Regions from separate parts of the Capra hircus genome. Here region 2 is linked to region 1. Evidence: chromatin contacts called from public Hi-C data. All regions are on one chromosome and are shown on one strand. The core of a region is the stretch at or near the end of the contact, and the rest is flanking DNA. Distances in the headings are between cores, read along the strand shown.

Region 1 (3,952 bases), core at 264-2,763:
GCTTGGATTCTCCGAGGCATACGGGATTGTCCACGGGCATGTGGGATCGTCCCGGACCAGGGGTCAAAACCACGTCTTTTGCATTGGCAGGCAGACTCTCAACACTGGACCACCTCAGAGGTCCTCCTATCACCATTCTTTACCAGCTGATTTCCCTGGCCTACCTCATTGCATCTCCACACTCCCATTAAAATATCCTTTAAGGACTCAGTTGTTTAGATGGTAACGAAATTCTTCAAGATCTCCTCCCTGCCCACCCATCTCTTCTCAAACTTCATCTACTCTTCATCTAAACTTTTGAAAAATTTCTCCTTGTTATATAATATTTCATACTTTTGGTCTTTTTGTTATACTCTCACTTCTAATTTATTTAAGCAACTGTGGTGAGTATTGGGGATATGTATTAGTTTCAGTGGCTCAGTCATGTCCAGATCTTTATAACCCCATGGCCTGTATAGCCTGCCAGGCTCCTTTGCTTATGGAATTCTCCAGGCAAAGCTACTGGAGTAGGTTGCCATTCCCTTCTCCAGGGGATCTTCCTGACCCAGGGGTCAAACCCAGGGCTCCCACATTGCAGGCAGATTCTTAACGATCTGAGACACCAGGGAAGCCCACAAAATCAGACACAGTCCCCGCCCTCATGAAGCTTACAGTCTACAGGAGAAGACAGACATGAATCAAAAAAGCACATAAATAAACATAAAATTTTAGCTGTAATGGGACCTATGGTAGCGGAAAAAGAAAAGAAGGAGAGAAAGGAGAGGGAAGAGAAGGAAAAGAGAAAAATTAGACTAAGAAAAATGTCCCCAAGGAAATCACATTTCAGCTAAAGAATGAGTTGAAGTTAATTAAGTGAAAGGAGAGAGAAGATCCTTTTAGGCAGAAAGAACAGCACAGCTGTTCTCAGCTCAGCTGAGAAAGCTGAGAGCATGTTGTGTAAGCTCTGAAAGGTTAGTGCATCTCAAGCACTGAGAAGAAAGGGGAAACCACTTGCCAATTGTGTCCTCCAGGCAAATACTCTTATTTCAAGGCTGACATCTTCTGGAAAAAAAACAGTTCTCATCCCCACCAACCCTTACTGTCTAGTCAACAGGAATCCACCACCTCTTCCTTTGACCTCTACTGAACCATGAAGTTTCATTGAAATATCTTTATTGTAAGGCTTGTGGTTTCATGTCTGTTTCTTCCCACAGACCCATGAGCTGTCTGAGGGAGATGCTGATGTTCTAGTCATCTCTGTGTTTCCTGGTTCCTGGCAGTGTTTATTACCTTAATGACTGGCTGGCTGGATAAATGAAGGAACAGAATTAATAATAAATATACCCGTTCCTTTGAGGATTAACACTAACCTCCTTAACGTGATCCTCCCAGTCCCGCTGGTGCCAGCCATGCTCAGCTCTTGGCACTCTCCAGCTCCAACTCCCTCTCAGGGCTGCCATCTGCTCTCTCAGTCTCCAAAGCTGCCCAGCCCTCTCCCACCAGAGGACCATGCAAGAGATTCCCTGTGTGGGGGCATAGGGCCTCCCACATCCAGGCAAACAAGCCTCTTCCTCCATGAGAGCCCTCAATTGCAGGTCGCTCTCCTCCATGCTCCCACGACTCCTCTCAGCAGCTGAAGCGCTCATGTGATTGATTACAATTGCTCAGTTACTAACACTACTAACACCGTCGGTCCTCCCTATCTGCAAGTTGGACATTCATGGATTCAATCAACCGAGAGGTTGGTTGAATCCACAGATGACGAATCTGAGGAGAGAAGGGCCAACTGTACTCTTTGTGGGATGCCATTTTAAATAAGGCATTTTAAGCATCTGTGGATTTTGGTTTCTACCGAACCAATCCCCCACGGATACCAGCAGACGATAGTATAACAATATATAAAATGTTCTAATTATATTTTTCTTAGATGCAGAATTTATCCCTCTCCTTTCAGAGGAGAATTGTTTGTATTGAATGAATCCTTTGATGAGAAGTTCATGGGTGGGGAGATTGAGGCCCCAGGAAGCTGCTTGAATAACAATAGATGACTGTACAGTGAGGCTTTTCTAGGGAGGCTGAATTCAATGAGGGTTTTGTTTTGACAAATCAGTGTGTGTGTCTGTGTGAGTGTGTGTGTGTGTGTGTGTGTGTTTCGAGTGAATGAATGTATGACTGCCTGACAATAAAAGGAGCTGTTACTGTCTGTTAAATAAATGCTACCTATATCTCAGTCGAGGCGGGCATTTGTTTCCCACATTCTTTCTTTACCTCACTGCAACCAGAGTTCCTTTCCCCTGACTGTGGACACAGTAAATGGGGCGTGGGAAGCTGGGGAGGACAGGAGTCAGATCTCATTAAATTACATCAAGGATCACCAGTATAAATGGCAGATGCAGACACTACGTATTGTTCTAACTACTCTTTATCTCTAGTTTATTTAGTACTGACAAAACTAGACAACATATTAAAATGCAGAGACATCACTTTGCCAACAAAGGTCCATCTAGTCAAAGCTATGGTTTTTCCAGTAGTCATGTATGGATGTGAGAGTTGGACCATCAAGAAGGTTGAGCACCTAAGAATTGATGCTTTCAAACTGTGGTGTTGGAGAAGACTCTTAGGAGTCCCTTGGACTGCAAGGAGATCAAACCAATCAATCCTGAAGGAAATCAGTCCTGAATATTCATCGGAAGGACTGATGCTGAAGCTGAAACTCCAGTACTTCAGCCACCTGATGTGAAGAGCTGACTCATTAGAAAAGACCCTGATGCTGGGAAGGATTGAAGGCAGGAGAAGAAGGGGTCGACAGTGGATGAGATGGTTGGATGGCATCACTAACTCGATGGACATGAGTTTGAGCGAGCTCCAGGAGTTGGTGATGGACAGGGAAGCCTGGTGTGCTGCAGTCCGTGGGGTCGCAAAAAGTCACACGACTGAGCAACCGAACAACAATGCTTTATCTCATTGAATCTTTACCAAAATTCTGTACTATTATTTCCATGCCGCACAGGAAGGAAGAAATGGAAGTTTAGAAGGTGACATACTTTTCAGGGTCATACAGTTAATGAGTGGCAGAGCCAGGATTCTAACGCAGGAAACTGATTCTAAAACCCATCCCTTAGCCACTGCTCTGCCCTGCAGGGGTCTGTGCACACCTAGTTGGAACTGCCTGTCAGAAGATGCCATTTGTTCAGGGTCTCTTGTACTTTCTAGAAATTCCACAAGAGGGAGCCCTTTCCCCATCAGTTCTTGGTTGCTGACAAATAACAGATTTAATTTCCAGTTTCACAGTTAGCCCAAGAGTTGACTAGTCATCTGTACAGAATTTGAATAAGTTTCCTAACACAATGGCACATAGGTACCCCAAATGGGAACAGACTCCCCAAATTAACTAGGAAGTTTACAGCCCCAACCCATATTATCCCTCTGCCAATCACTGTTCCAAACTGGAACCCCAACTACCCTAGCGGTCAGTGAATCTACCTAAGGCAGGGGACATGGGTTAGATTCCTGATCAGGGAAGATCTCACATGCCAGGGGCCGGTGGGGGTGTGGGTGGGGGGCGGCACTGACTAGGCCTGTGCACCATAACTACTGAGCCAGTGCCCCAGAGCCTGTGCTCCACAATGGAAAGCCCATGCACCTCATCTAGAGAGTAGTCCCTGCTCACTGCAACTAGAGGAAGCTTGCACACAGCAACAAAGACACAGCACCGCTAAAAATACATGAATACATACTATTTTTAAAAAACAACTTAAAATTCTCAACTCAAATCCTGATCACAGGAACAAGGGGAGGCAGGGTGGAAGGGGCAATTTCCTGGCTGTCCAGTGGTTAGGGCTCTGTGCTTTCATTGCAGAGAGTACAGATTCAATCCCTGGTTGGGGAGCTAAGATCCTATAAGCTGTGCAGTGTGATCATAAATTAAAAAAGGGAGATAGGATAGCTGTTACCAAAGGAGACATAGGGGGAT
Region 2 (3,869 bases), core at 791-3,290, 120 kb after region 1:
CTTCTCTAATAATTAATTTTAATGCCAATTTAATCAGCTGGTATGGTAGAAGGGTAGGAAGATTGATGGTATTGGTGCAGGCTTGAGGGTGCTGAAGGATATATAGTTGGATCCCAGCTGGGAAGAGATGGATGTGAAGGTGGAGTTTGGGTGATGATGGAGAAAAAGCAAGAAAGAACCCCCAGGCCTGGAGATCATGAAGAATTGGAAAGCAGGTATAATGGGGATAAAGATAGGAGATCTAAAGGCTAGGAACGTTGCCAGAGAGGAGATATCTAGGACTGTGGGCTTGCCAGGTCATGAGTTGGGACAGCAAAGTATTCCCATGACTTTTACTGAGTATTATGTAACACTGATGTCAGAGTAATCACAATCAATCCAGAACGATTACTCATTTATCAGAAAGGGAAGGGTTCTTCACACACAGATCTGAATGACTGCAGCTGCCTGACTGTGTCACCTCTTCGACTGTATTTGCTCAGCATGTAAACCTTTGGGTGTAGATGGTTGACAGGCTCTAAAAAGGCCACATCAGGTCCTCTCAGGCACCTAATCTAGCTCCTTTGTTCACTGGCAGACAGTGGCTGCCTGACCGCTTTGCTCTGCGTCTTCTCTCCTGACTTTGTGTCATACAGGTCTCAGCTGGACTTGGAAGTTCCTGAGGAGAAGACCCTCCAAAAAAGAAGCACTGGCTTCTTACCACAGATTTCCCTCCTGGGTAGCCAGATAATGGCCGTTATGAAGACAGAGAGATACCTGAAGAAGATCCACTTCCTTTATCTCAACGTGGCTCCCAGCCGCTACTTTACGTGAGAGCCCCTGCCCAGAGCCCTGACCTGCTCCTCCCGCTCCCTGACGTCCCCCACACTGTCTTCCCCTCCTCTCCAGACCCCGCTACTTTCCTGTCCTTCTCTCTCCCCTCTCATTCCTTCTGTCTCCCAGGTTCCCTCTTCTTCCATCTCCGTCTTCTCCCCGCTCTTCACTTCCTCTTGCTCCCCTTTGCTCTCACAGCTTTTCGTGTTAGTCACTCTTTTCTGCTTTTTGCTCTGTCTTCTTTATTTTGTCCCAGAATGACAGAAACATTTGATCATCACTTCAGAAGGGAATTTGATGGTGAAGTCTTCTAACTCCAGTGCAAGAATCAGGTGTTCATTTAAACCTTTGTGTCTCACAAGGCATCATTTTCCTTAGACTACTTTCCTTTAACTTTTACCTTTTGGTCCTTGTGTTATCTCTGTGCTATGAAAACAAGTCTTCTTCCATATGACTTGAGAGTCATTCATTCGCTTTCTTCCATTAGATCAAAATCTTTAGTATTTTTAAAAGCCCTGATCAAGTCTCTTCTCTTCCCAGAAATATCAGTAGTAATTACCGTTAATCAACCTTTTTAAAAATACCTGTGTCATTTAATCCCCACCTGCCAGGTAGGTGCCATTATTATTCCATATATGAGATGAGTAGACTGATGCATAGGCAGGTTACGTGACTTGTCCAAGACCACATAGTAAGTGGCAGAAACAAGGCTGAAAGCTGGCACTGTCTTAACTCAAAAGTCCATCCTCTTGAGCAGTATCTGATATCTACTCCCAGGAATCTATATATCCTGCAAACACTGACCTCTTTCTCCTGAACTTCAGTAGGACTAATGATCTGTGCCATCCACTGATTTACTGATCAATTCATTTAACAAGAGCTCACGGAGAGCACTGTGCTCGTTATTAGGCAATTGCCTCTTGGCTCTAGTTTTGCTCTTTTCTCTCTGCTTTGTAATGCTGGGGCTGGGACTCTGTAAACTTCATTTCTCTTTTTTCAGCTAGCTTCCTGTTAGGTTTGATTCACAGGGGGTGCTAGAAGGAGACCGGATAGCAGGATAGGAGGAGAACGGACTTTGTCCTTCCTCTGCTTTCCCTTCATATCATTGCCCCAGAAATGGTCGTTCACTGTGCCAGCAGCAGGCCCTTTCTGAAGTAGCCTCTTCCTGATCCTGGCACTGCAAGAGGGATCAACGCGAACCAAGGGGTAGCCCTGCCCATCAGAGTTCCGAATCATAGCTCTACAAGGCCCCTCCTCCGAACTCCTTATTTACTAGCAGCAGCCAGGCGGCATTCCTTAGAAATCCAAGTTCCTGTGCTACAAGCCCCTCCTCCTAACGCATGGCTTCTGAGAACCCAAACCTCTCTCCTTTGTTCCTCTAGTCTCAGGGCTGGCATCCATTTCCCGTAGTTATTGTCTCTGCTCTACCTTAGTTTTTCCCTTTTTGCTTTTCAGGTGTCCTCTGACACCTTTTCTGAAACACATTTTCTTTATTGAATTCACTTTGTTGAAATGCTGAATACCATTTCTGTTTTCCTGACTGGACTCTGATGTAATACTTGGCATCATGAGCGGTCTCAGGAAACGATCCTCAAATATGGGATTCTGATATTGGTTTGGTGATGTCCTTGGCCTTGGACAGTACTAGGCTTCTTGCTAATGGGAAATAGCATGCTAGGAATCCATGACTTGTGGTGACATCACAACTGACTGAATTGTCACTGTAGTTGAAGATGAACTACCTACTGACACCTAGTGGCTGCTACACTTGACTGTCCAGCCGTAGTGATAGTAATGGTAGTGATGTGGCATGCGAGCCCTGTTGACAATGGTGGAGAGCCTACAGAAGGACAGTGACAAGCATAGGGCTTTCAACTACCAGCTCAGTCATAATCAGAGAAGCAACATATTCAAAGATAATTAGGCACAGAGAGAAACAAGAAACCATGAGCAAGAGAACTAAAAAAGCAGTGAATAATTACAGGGCCCACGTCTGCCCAAAAAGGAACACAGTGAAGTGAGTTTTGCACTTGTTGCTGCTTTTCTCCAAACAGAGATTCCAGTAGAGGCAATGGTGTGTCAGTTTTACTATATGCTCTGGAAATATAGAGAAGAGGAGGTGACCTTTCATCAGACTCAGAAAACTAAAGAGCAGAAGTGGGTTTGAAGCAGATTTGGTTTTAAAACAAAAGAGCTGGGGGCCCACACCAAGGAGGGAGGTGTTTTCTGGTTCAATCTGTGTTGTAACCAGAGTCCCATCTGGAAGCCCAGGGGATTTAATTTGTGGGTTCTCTAATGATTTTCATGTTTTATCTAGATACTTTGCCCAGTTTTTCTAGTTGTTTTCAAGGGAAGTGTTGGTCCATATTGCCAGTGCACCTTCAGTAAAAGTGGAAACCTGGCATTTTTTGTTTCACTTTGAGGTTTTCTTTCAGTGTATTTGCAGTTCTCAGAATTTTCTTATATTTGTCCTAGATTGCCACGCTTGCAAGGATCTCAGTCCTCAGGCCAGGGATTGAACCTGGGCCACAGCAGTGAAAGCCAGAAATCCTAATCTCTAGGCCACCAGGGAACCCCCTGTCCTAGATTTTGATTTATGCTTGGGGAAGACTACATTCCTTAACTTCCTTAGGGTCTTTGCTCAGCTCTCCCTGACTCCTGCCCTGTGCAGGAAGAATAGCCTCCATTAAGAAGGCCACAGGGGAAGGAGCATCCCCTTGGGAAGTCAGGCCTCAGTTAGGATAGGTAGCTATCCTGCAGAATGCTGCATAGTCCAGTGGTTAAGAGAGGGGGACTTCAGTCAGGTAGATTTGGTTTTTGAATCCTGGCTTAAGAGTCTGCTTGCCAATGCAGGAGATGCAGATTCAGTCCCTGGATGAGGAAGATCCCCTGGAGAAGGAAATAGCAAACCACTCCAGTAGTCTTGCCTGGGAAATCCCATTGACAGGGGAGCTTGGTGGGCTACAGTCCATGGTGTCGCAAAAGAGTTGGACACAACTTAGCAGCTAAACAACAAAAATTCTTTCCTTAACTGCCTTGTGCAAACTTATGACTTC

What was found. Hi-C and Micro-C count contacts between places; a contact is called where the count stands out from the background.
Region 2: a Hi-C map of blood shows a contact between it and region 1, with 5 times the contacts expected there. The contact joins two enhancer-like sites.

The regions. Positions count from the first base shown.
Region 1 is chr15:35,678,993-35,682,944 of ARS1.2, forward strand. No RefSeq gene overlaps it. Among named protein-coding and RNA genes, the nearest start is that of SMPD1, 9.2 kb to the right of the region's middle. Within about 2 kb of position 1,514, at least 2 of the 5 cell types and tissues checked have an H3K27ac peak or open chromatin away from gene starts, as enhancers often do.
Region 2 is chr15:35,797,756-35,801,624 of ARS1.2, forward strand. It overlaps DNHD1 (dynein heavy chain domain-containing protein 1), which reads left to right. Exons shown (of 42, transcript XM_018058917.1): 3 at 636-809. Among named protein-coding and RNA genes, the nearest start is that of DNHD1, 9.0 kb to the left of the region's middle. Within about 2 kb of position 2,041, at least 3 of the 5 cell types and tissues checked have an H3K27ac peak or open chromatin away from gene starts, as enhancers often do.